Linked DNA regions of Mus musculus: region 2 is linked to region 1. Evidence: chromatin contacts called from public HiChIP or PLAC-seq data. All regions are on one chromosome and are shown on one strand. Each heading gives the region's core, a stretch centred on a gene start, on an enhancer-like site or on the middle of the called end of the contact. The rest is flanking DNA. Distances are from core to core; before and after follow the strand shown.

Region 1 (5,197 bases), core at 2,483-4,982:
AAAAAAAGTTTTCTGAATTTGGGGCCTTTAGGTGGTAGGCTATCAGGAGCATCCGAACTGTCAAAGTGGTTAGTGTGAGTTCATTGGCATTCTCTGCCATGTGTCTAATTGCTGACTCTGTATGAATGAAACATGGGCTATGATTACTGCAATCACTGTATTGCTTCTAGCAGGTGACGCTTTGGAAGGCACAGAAGCAATAACAAGGTACTTGACTACCTACTGGCATAATCTCAATGCAAACCCCAACTTTCCCTTTTCACAGTAAGTGTGAAGACTGAGCCAGATTGGCCAATTGAAAAACAAAAACCTGACTAGAGTCTTTCGAGCCAATTAGACTTGAACTACATCCGTCTTTCTAGACTCGTGGCTGGAGCAGTCTGTTTACCACTCATTTGCACAGCCTCTGTTTGTTGCTTCTTTTTATTCTGATGTCGCTTTGGGCCTTGCATGACACCATGAAGTTGGATGATACTTCTCAGACCAGCAGTTTCCCATCTTTAGCTGTACCCACCTCTGAGATTCAATGGGAATACGTTCACTTTTGTTTTTTGAGACAGGGTCTTTCTACGCAGCCCTGGCTGCCCTGGAACTCACTGTGTAAACCAGGCTAGCCTTGAACTCTCAGAGATCCACTGTCTCTGTACCCCCAGTGCTGGGATTACAGGCATGCACCACCACACTCAGCAGGGATACATTTTTATTTTTAAACAGTGTTTTGACTGTATCCTGATTTGTTTTCTTTCTGGCCTCCTGCAGAGTCCCTGGAAGAAAATTTACCAATCTTTCCTGCTTTCTATTTTTATGATGACAATCAAAGCTTGCCCGAGGAACACAATTTGTGACTTTTAAAAAAATGATCAATGATGTCCTTAAAAAAATGTGGTCTGCCAACCTGTACAAAATGGTCCTATATTTGTGAAGAGGGACGTAAGATAAAACGATGTTATACATCGATATGTATATATCTGTTGCTATGTAGACTTGGAGAATACTGCCAAAATGTGTATGACAAGCTGTATCACTGCCTTTGTTTATATTTTTTTTAACTGTGATATTCCCCACAGGCACGTTAACTGTTGCACTTTTGAATGTCCAAAATTTATATTTTAGAAGTAATAAAGAGAAAAATACTGACATGTTCCCAACATGGTGGTGTGGTAAGTGTGTGAGAGCGACTTACTCCATAGGAAGGGTCTTCCAATACAAGATGGCTTCCAGATACCCCTGTTCATGTTTTGTTTTAAAAAGTGTAAATGGAGATCTTTATATTTCAATAAATGATTTATTATATATGACTTAACGTTATGAAGGTCTACCACTTCTTTCGCTTTGTTTTTTAGTTTGGTCAGAATTCCACCCAACCCTCTCTCTAATGTTCATCCTGTTGTTAGTTTGAGGCAGGATCTTGTTGTATAGCTCTGGTTGGCATTGGGCTTTCTGATTCTCCTGCTTCAGCCTCCAAAGTACTGGTATCATAGACATCTAGCACAATGGCCATCTTTTCCTCCTCCTCCCCCTCCTCCCCCTCCTCCCCCTCCTCGTCGTCCTCCTCCTCCTCCTCTCCTTCTTTTCTGAATAGACTCACTAGTTAGTAAAGCAGTTTTCGGCTTACAGGACATTTGAGTGGAAACTGGAGATCTCCCATATCCCAGTTGGCATCACACACGAGTAGCTTCCCCGTCTCTATGGTAACCTATCAGCATGTACACTGATGAGCCTGCATCCCTGCGCCATCACCTGTGCTGTGCTTGAGCATCCTCTGTTACGTGCAGGCAGGTTTATGTGCTTCACATTCGACAGCCTCCTGGTATCTCATCAGATAAATTAGTGCAATTAATTAATGCAGATTATTCTCTTAATAATTGGAAAATAGGCCCCCTGTTTCAGAATAACTCCCAATTTCAGATAGCCAAATGACCTCAGAGTGAGACCGCCTACAGATCCAGGCCTGTATCCTTCAGCACAAGGCTGTTCATTGAGTATTGGCTCCACCTTGGTTCAGCCCAGGAAGGAGCTGGATTCCTGGGAATAATAACATGTCTGTCTGAACAGCAGCTACACAGTTCCGTCCTCTAACAGACAGTCCTGTCTAATTTATCTGCTCTAGTGTTTTCGTTTTTTTTTTTAATTAGGGGATTAAAAACTTCTAAAATGTACCATTTACACTTCTTTTGAGTCTTGCAATAAGCTTTTAAATATTCCTACCAAGGCAGGGAAGACATCTCATAGGTGTAGAAACGAAGGACCCCAAGACTAATGTAACGATAGCACTAGGATTAGCAATTCCAAATATATGAATTCCACTATTATTTGCATGATGAGCCAGAAAGAAAGCAAGAGATACTGAGAATATCAGCATGCAGAAGTAGCTTGCCTGGATCCTTTGATTTTTCAAAGACAAGTGATGGACAAGTTCAGCCTGGAGAAACTACTCTATGTGTTTGTAATCAGAGCCTTTCTTTTTCAGGCTGAAATACACCAGGTCTAATAATGGCCATTGTGATTTTAATAGTGGCGTGCTTCATGAAAAGCAACTCAGGAAAATGGCCTACCCTATGAGAATCCATCATAAGCCTGGCAATTTCCCTCAGGATAACAGCAACAGAAATGTTTCATTATCTTCAACTCCAAATACACATAAAGGCTAAATCCAACAGCATATAATGGTAGCAGTGTTTATAATAGAGACAATTGTTTCATCTCATAGGAAAATGTGTGTGAAAGTATATGTGTGTTCTTAATTAGCTGTCTATAGCATCCTGTCCCACCTGGAGACATGAGTAGCACCCACGTCCTAAAGTATAATGGCGATAACTTCCCAACTAAGTTCATATGCCAGTAATGGTCCATCATTCATACAAAGAGGAGGGAGACGTTGAGGACAGATGAGGGGAACATATTTGCTTCCCCTGCCCCAATTCTGGTTTATAGGCTAATTGGAATTTTTAAAAGCTTTGCCACATTAGCCCGGCAGATGGCATTTTGCTTCATCATTGTTCATGGGTATTAATGACTTCCCCCTGGAGCTTGTGCATCCTGTCTGTTTTGAATTTCATCACATTTCACACGAACTGCTCCAAACAGAATCAGAACCAGGCTTTTCTCTGCAGAGACTGGGCTGGAGATTGGTTTGGTCTATGTAAGTTGGAAGCCTGATCAGGATGAAGCTGAAATAAAAGGAGGCTTTTGTGGGCCTGGGCTTGGCTCTTCTGTCGTCTCACGCATGTTTTGTTTAGCTGGCTCTCCCAACGGGCTCCCGGTTGAATCAGGTGTATACAGAGCCACTTCCAGAGTGAATGCATCCTCATGAGTCTGGGATGATCACACCTCTTTTCTTCCTCCCTCAAAAGGCTGTGTTTGGTTTTCCCATGAGAGCACGGTGCTAGGCCAGCCACAGGAAGCCATTTTTAAAATTAATTCTCTCCAAGAATATTTATTATAGAACAGACTCCTCTTTGTGTAGTTGATCTCTAAAATGTGTAGGCCTAAATGAGGAAGCTTGCAGACTTTTTTCCAACCAGCTCATGATCCAAGGGGACCATTACATCACATAGAACAGCAGGATAGAACATCGCGGTTGGAGACCACACGCCTTGCTTGGAGTAATGAGAAGTGTAAGGTAGTGTAAGAACCCAGAGTGCTGCTCGCTGAGTGCTGTTCACTGAGTGCTGCTCGCTGAGTGCTGCTCGCTGAGTGCTGCTCGCTGAGTGCTGCTAGCTGAGTGCTGTTCACTGAGTGCACCCGATGAAGCTGAAGCTTTTCCGCATGTGGGGAATACACATAGGCAAGGGGCCGAGGGCTGGGAGCTGGCAGCTTTGTCTATTTCAGATGCTATCTTTGTTCTAGTTCCGGACAGTTCCAAGGCATCTGCATATCTCTTTCCACACTTATCCCTCCAGGTTTCAACTGTACTGAGCAGGGCATTGGTTTAGGCCCTGGGATTCAGCAATTATTACAGACGATAAAACCGCTGCATTGTGTCTATAGTGCCTCCCCCACAGCACAGGACAGCACTGTTAGAGTTACAAAGGCAGTGTCTCTCTCTGGGGGCAGAGGCTGTCAGGCTTGCTTGCAGCTTATTGTAGAGTCTAGAATTTCTCTTGTAAAAAAGGGATTTTTACGCTAGTGTGTGTGTGGTATGGTGTGTTTGGTGTGTGTGTGTGGTATGGTGTGTGTGTGTGTGTGTGTTGTGGTGTGTGTACATGTGTAGGTATGTGTAAGTGAGTATACTATGTACCTGCAGAGGTCAGAAGTCTTGGATCCACTGATGCTGAGGTTAGAGGCCATTGTGAGCTGCTGAGTGTGACTGGAGCTGAAGTCAAAGGTCATTTTGAGCCACTCAATTGAGTGTGGATGGAAATTGAACTTGGGTCCTCTGCAAGAGCAGAATACACTCTTAACTAATGAGCCATCTCTTTTGCCAAGACCTGTGTGTTACTGAGGATTCTCTAGAGTCACAGAACTTATGGAATGTCTCTCTCTATAAAAGGAATTTCTTGTAATGACTTACAATCTTTAGTCCAACTAACACAACAATGGGCAGCTGTGAATGGGAAGTTCAAGAATCTAGTAGTTGCTCAGTCCCCCAAGGTTAGGTGTTTCAGCTGGTCTTATGTGTAAGCTGGAATCCTGACGAAGTAGGTTCCAACAGATGTGCTGGCAAGTAAGTGCAAGAGGATGAAGAAGAGTGAGTCCATATATAGGCCTCCAGTATAAGATGTGGCCCAGATTAAAGGTGAGTACCACTATTCCTGGATTTGGAAATTGCTTTGTCCCAGGCTGGCTTTGAACTCAGAAATCTGCTTACTTTAGTCTCCTGGGATTAAAGGCATGTACCTTACCTGGGCCTAAGCTTTTTAATGGCCACTATGCCTCAAGATCTCCATGTTCAGATCTAGGTCAGAAGTCCATGTCTTCCAGCCTTAAGATATGTTCTCCATTTCTGGATGGTCGTTCATTCCAGATGTAGTCAGAGTGACAACCTGGAATAGCCATCACACCTGAATTACTTTTTTTATTTGTTTTTGTTTTGTCTTTTTTTTTTTTCTAAGAGAGAGTTTACTCTGTGTATCTTTGGCTATCCTGCAAATTAATTGGCAGACCAGGCTGGTCTCAAACTCACAGACATTTGCCTGCTTCTGTCTCCCAGTGCTGAGATTAAAGGTGTGCATCACCATGCTGGGCTTGGATTTCT
Region 2 (5,638 bases), core at 2,152-4,651, 600 kb after region 1:
GCCATTGTTTATGTCTTTCCTCTCATTCTGTACTGTTCTCAGTCTTGCTATGTGTTCTGCAGCTGCCCTGGCCTGGAATGCACTAACTAGTGTCTCCTTAAGCTTTGTTGGTTGCCTCAGTATTACCCTACCTAGATATCTATCTGAAGAACTCTTTCTCACCATCAAGATCTCAGATTGATCTATGAAATTAATTCGACTACTCAGGTTTTATAGCTACTTCCAACACCTCAGAACTCTCTGTATGACATGACCTGTTTTACTTTCTTCACTTACTTTTCCACAAGAGGTGTCTAGCTATTGGTAATGCTAGTTATCATGCCCCAAATCCCCAAATATAAGATACATAGGGTTGCAACCTTCTGTGTTCTCTTCACTTCTATGTTCCTTGTGCAAACCATGAGCACTATAACAGGCACATGCCTATCTTGGCCATAAAAATGATCTATTTCTGTTCCCTTGTTCTCTGAGAATAGTTGAGATCCAAAAAAGCTATTGGCTTGTGACGCAAGACACAGTCAGCGAATAACGATGGAGCCAAAGCTGGGACTTGGTTTCTGGTCCATTGCTGTTTTGGTTTCAACTCCTGGATGCTCATTCAAATGAAGATGAATGCTATCCCAAGTGGTTAAGAATCAATCAAAGTAGGCTCAGATGACTAATTCATCAGTGTCCCATCTTTGAATGTGAAGAGTATTCTATGAATCCCGTCATCAAAACCCCTTGTGTCACCCTTCTGCACCAGAGTTCCTTGGGTTATTAATGTGCAAGTTGTTTTAGACTTCAAGGTGCATTTATTCCCTCTAAGTTTCTTCTTCATTATTAAAATAAATCTGTTGACGAAATTAACATATCAGATGGAACAACAAAACTAGAAATAACTTAGATCTCTAAAGATAATTTATTCATTAAATTAGAACTTTTAAATACAGGCAAAAGAGAAAATAACTATTATTAAAATGTTCCAACCAAATTGCTGCTTATCTTACATGATGCTAATTAGTAACAGCACCCAAAATTCACTCTTTCACAACAATCAGAGAAAATCAGAGATTAGAGAAGGGGAGTGGGAAGGGGGACAGAGGGAGCTACTAGTTGTTAACAAGGCTGTGTATTTATCATTGAGATTTGAGTTCAAATTCTGCTCCAGGGATTTTATGTTCAGATCCTTAATACTTCTCTTCCCTCCTTCTTGGGACAGTCATATTGTGTTGGGGGGGGGGTGTTAGGAGATGTTCTCATAAGATTAATTCCCTCTAACCCATTGTTCACACTATAAACAAGAGGATTCTGGGAATGCAGAGACCACACTAGCTATCACCCTACCCGCAGACCCTCTGTCTTACTACTGCCCCTTAGGAGAAAGTGCAGGCTGTTGTCCATGAGCCCTCTGTGCCCCACAGTCTTACCTGGCAACTTCTCAAGGCCGAGCCAATGTTGCTCACCTGCTGTGTTCAGTGTCTCACCTGGAGTTGACTCCTTAGGGATGCTGACTCCTTTCCTGGAATAGATCTTTCTCTTTTTAAATTTTGGAAAAATATTAATTATATGCCAAAGATTGGGTTATACTTCCACCTCCCATTCCTATGTGTTTGTATTTAGACATAAGTTCTTTAGAGGATAGCGAAGGTTAACTGAGACCACAGGGCAGAGTCAAGAGCTTGTACAATTAGTGTCCTTACCCCTTGTAAGAGGAAACATCACCATGTGCACCCTCAACATGAAAACAAATAAGTCATTGAACATACAATGAGCTAGTGTCCACCTATGAGACAAGAAACCATCCTTTGAGGGAAGCCTACTTTTGACTTATTGGCCTTGAACATCTATCCCCCAGAACTGTAAAACGTAATTTCTGTAGTTTGTGCCACCCAATCTATATGTTGTTTGAACTGCTGAAGCTAGCATACACACTATTAAAATAGAACGATAAGTAGAATAATAACAGTGTGTGTGTATTTTTTCCAAGCATTGTGGTAGCATTTTATATTCATAATATTTAGGATAACTTATTTTACAAATTAAATAACTGAGATGCTTAGAAGGGATGGCTCTCAGCAATGATGAACCTGTTGTTGGGAAAGGGCCAGGTATACACTGCTAATCCCTGCCCTTGGGAAGCAGAGAAAGGTGGGTGTCTGTGAATTTGAAGCCAATTGTTCTACACAGTGAGTTTCGGGAAATCAGAGCTACATAGTGAGAGTCTGTCTCAAAATATCAAAAACAAGAGAAACAGAGAGTGGGGGTAGACAGAGAGAGAGAGAGAGAGAGAGAGAGAGAGAGAGAGAGAGAGAGAAAGAGAGACTAAGCAAAGCAGATGAGTCACAGAGACTACTTCAAGGGCCACTGAGGAGTAAGCTGTTTCTTGTTTCTTTGGCTGTGTGTCTCGTTTTCTTCTTTGCTGTCTGACCCACTGCTTGCCCTAAAGGAGATTAAAATGCTAAGGTCCCATTTGGGACTAATGAAGAATCGGCTATGTTCCCTAGAGAGTTGCCATAGGTGCCTTGAATATGGAAAGGATTTTGTAGAGTGATTAGGTGTATTTCCTACAATGTAGATGAAAGGACGTTTGAGTCTTTAGCAGGAAAGTTCATAAAGCAGTTTTCATTTTTATTAAAGAAAAAAAAAAGGATTTTCTGAGCGTCCATGGATGGAATAGATTTTCTAAAGGTTTGGACCACTCTTTAGGAATGAGTTTAGAAGGAATTCAGAAATTAATTAAAAAGCAGACATGGAAACGACTCTGCAGCCATTGGAGGTTGAATTGATGACCTCTAAGGTTCTATTCTGCTCCAAGAATAAATAGCACTTGGTTTTCTTTTCACAAGCAATAGACTGTTTAAACAGTCTATCGACTGTCTACAGACCATGAACCTGTGATTGGTGCAATCACCGAAGTTGGCAAACCTCAAAGTTCTACCAGCCATCCCAGCCTGGGGAAGCTGTGGGTGCATTTTCTGGCACTGTTATAATGACTCTTCATTTTGTCCAATGACTGAACATAGGTACAACAGAGGCCCCGTGCTGGTTCTGAGTCACTGGACTTATGAGCCTCTCTTGGCTTTGTTCCTTGTTTTCCAAAGCCCCAGGAGGACAGTGAGCTACAACCAGGCTCAAGGAAGAAAACACACATCTCCAGTTTCTATCTTTAATGAGCAAAACCAACTGTATTCTTTCCTAAAAGGTAAAGCAAGTCGCTAGTGGAGGAGGAAGGGGATGGGTAGGCCTGCCCTCTCAGCTTTCCCTTCGCCAAGTTGGCAGCAGCGCGTTTATCCCTTTCCGAGACTGTTGTATTGTTTCGCTCTCATTGAATCACATAAAACATCAAGCCCTTGTCCTTTCAATACACAGCATAACACTGGGTGCTTTCTTTTCATTCTCCAGCAGAGCTCTCAATAAACTAATTCAACCGGTTTATAATCTGCTTCAAAACAGTAAGCATTTGCTGTGCCCCTTCCGTGCTGGGCACCCCAGGAACTTGTACACAAACGAATATTGACTTCTGCCTGGGAAAAGAACTTTACAGAATTCATGGGCTCAGCTCATACAATTAAAATTTAAGCTAGCTGAAGCAAAAGAGAAATTCATTGACTCACACACCCAAACTCTAGACGTGACAGCGAGGACATGAACGAAAGCCCCGGACACATTCCAGATTTTCTCCTCCTGTTTTATCTCCTCTTCCCTTTGTTCTAGCAGTTATCTTCTTGAGGATGATAACATAAAAAAACAGGAACTTCAAGTTTCATCTTCCTGACCCTTCTACCTAAGAGGAAATCCTCCTCCACGTAGGGGCAACCAGAAAGCTAATAGGAAAGAACTTCACTCCCTCAGTGTTGTCAGCTGCTAGAGGCAGAAGGAGGTCTGCTACAGAGATCAATCGTACAGTAAAGTAGGGAGTTTTGTAAGGGCTGAGAGACTGAGAAACAGCTTCCCCAAAAGAAGGAACATGGTGACAGTCCCTGAGTAAAGGCTGGCTACTCCACCTTAGTGGATTTGTTTTTATAAAGAAGGCAGACGAGAACCAGAAATAACAACACATTGTAAGCGTATGATTTAATGAACAGCACTCACATGCTTTCAAGCACTCGACTGAAGTTTATCAAGCCATGAGAGCAGAATTCCTTCTCTCTGGGATTTCAGGTGAAACTAGAACAAAGTGACTTTTCAATTGGAAAGGTCATAGAAAACTTGAGGGAAGGCGGGGACTAGGCTGAGACCAGGTGGTATTAGGCCTTGTACTCTAAGATGAGGAGGTTAAATTTGCCTCAGTGGGATGCAGAGGATGCAGAGTGGACCTCAGGAGCTATACCCAGAGTGAGAGCAGAATAGCACCCTCAGAATGAGACAGAAGGGACCTCTCTCTACCAATGTCCCCTTTACGAGACTCAGCTCTGAACCCTCTTAGACATGTTAATTTCCAATATGAGACACGCACAGGACGAATGTGGACCAAGGGCATGTTCCCTGCTATCTCTTGACCGGTGTCCATGTGTTCAGAAATCAAGCCCACTTTCCAGGTATAACGGCTATTCTTGGTGATCAACTTGACTACATCTGAAATTAACTAAACCGTAAGTTAAGCTATTGGGTGCACTTGTGAAGGAATGTTCTTAATTAAATTATTTGAATTGGGAAGACATACTTTTAATCCAGATCTTTTGAGGCAGGAAGTCCCGCATTTAAATTGGGTCTTTTGAAGTGGAAAGAGTCACCTTTAATCTGGGCAATGTCTCCTGCTGGCCGGCTACATAAATGACATGGAAGATGAAAGTGTTTGCTCTTTGCCTACTTGCTCTCACTTTCACTGGAAAAATCATTCCTTCACAAACATTAGAACCTGCTTTTCTAGATTCCAGTGTATACTGAAGACTACCTGAGACACCCAGCCTCATGGACTGAACAACTACTGTACTTTATGTTGGTAAACAGCATTGTTGAGTTAGCCTGTAAGCCACTCTAATAAATCTCCCATGTGTGCGTTATATGTATATGTCATGTACATGGTTCTATCTATCTATAAATATATAGTATATATACCTATACATACCATACACACACACACACACACACACACACACACACACACACACACATATATATATATATATATATATATATATATATAGTTTTATCATATATATGTGTGGGTATGTTCTTCTAAAGAACTCTGACTAACACACCAGGTTTCAACATCCTGTAGTCATCAAGAGGTCTGTTTTCTAGGTTCAAGAACTAGCTGTTTGAAGGAGCTTAGGAATGTAGGCTTTGATGCCCATGTGTAGACATGTCAAACCTTATCAATGGGTGATGTGATTGGTTGGGAAAACAAAGATTGAGCAATGGATTAGACGAACCATATCTAGACGAAAAACAAGACATTAAACTGTCTCTATTCACAAACAGTATTAACCTGACATAGAAAACCCCAAGAACTCACTAACAAAACAGAAAACCAACATCCTAGTAAATAAGTTAAAAAAATTGTATGATACAAAAATCCACTATACTTTCTACGCCGCTAACAACAATAATAAATGAAATTAAGAAACAAATTCTTTTTATAATAACATTGAAAAGAATGAAATATTTAAGAATAAATTTAGCAATGTAAATACAAAAGTGCTGTCTCACTGAT

The links. HiChIP or PLAC-seq counts read pairs in DNA pulled down with a chosen protein or histone mark.
Region 2: an H3K27ac HiChIP or PLAC-seq map of VIP interneurons shows a contact between it and region 1, with 8 times the contacts expected there. The contact joins two enhancer-like sites. A contact is called at or near these places in 3 of 115 datasets of contacts at active chromatin or transcription factors (VIP interneurons, acute myeloid leukemia and embryonic basal ganglia) and 1 of 9 other capture datasets (embryonic stem cells).

The regions. Positions count from the first base shown.
Region 1 is chr5:75,196,904-75,202,100 of GRCm38.p6, forward strand. It overlaps Pdgfra (platelet derived growth factor receptor, alpha polypeptide), which reads left to right. Exons shown (of 23, transcript NM_011058.3): 23 at 1-1,303. Among named protein-coding and RNA genes, the nearest start is that of Mir7025, 23 kb to the left of the region's middle. Within about 2 kb of position 3,733, at least 8 of the 459 cell types and tissues checked have an H3K27ac peak or open chromatin away from gene starts, as enhancers often do. A contact at or near this core is called in VIP interneurons, where this site is marked.
Region 2 is chr5:75,796,895-75,802,532 of GRCm38.p6, forward strand. No RefSeq gene overlaps it. Among named protein-coding and RNA genes, the nearest start is that of Gm32558, 120 kb to the left of the region's middle. Within about 2 kb of position 3,402, at least 24 of the 459 cell types and tissues checked have an H3K27ac peak or open chromatin away from gene starts, as enhancers often do. A contact at or near this core is called in VIP interneurons, where this site is marked.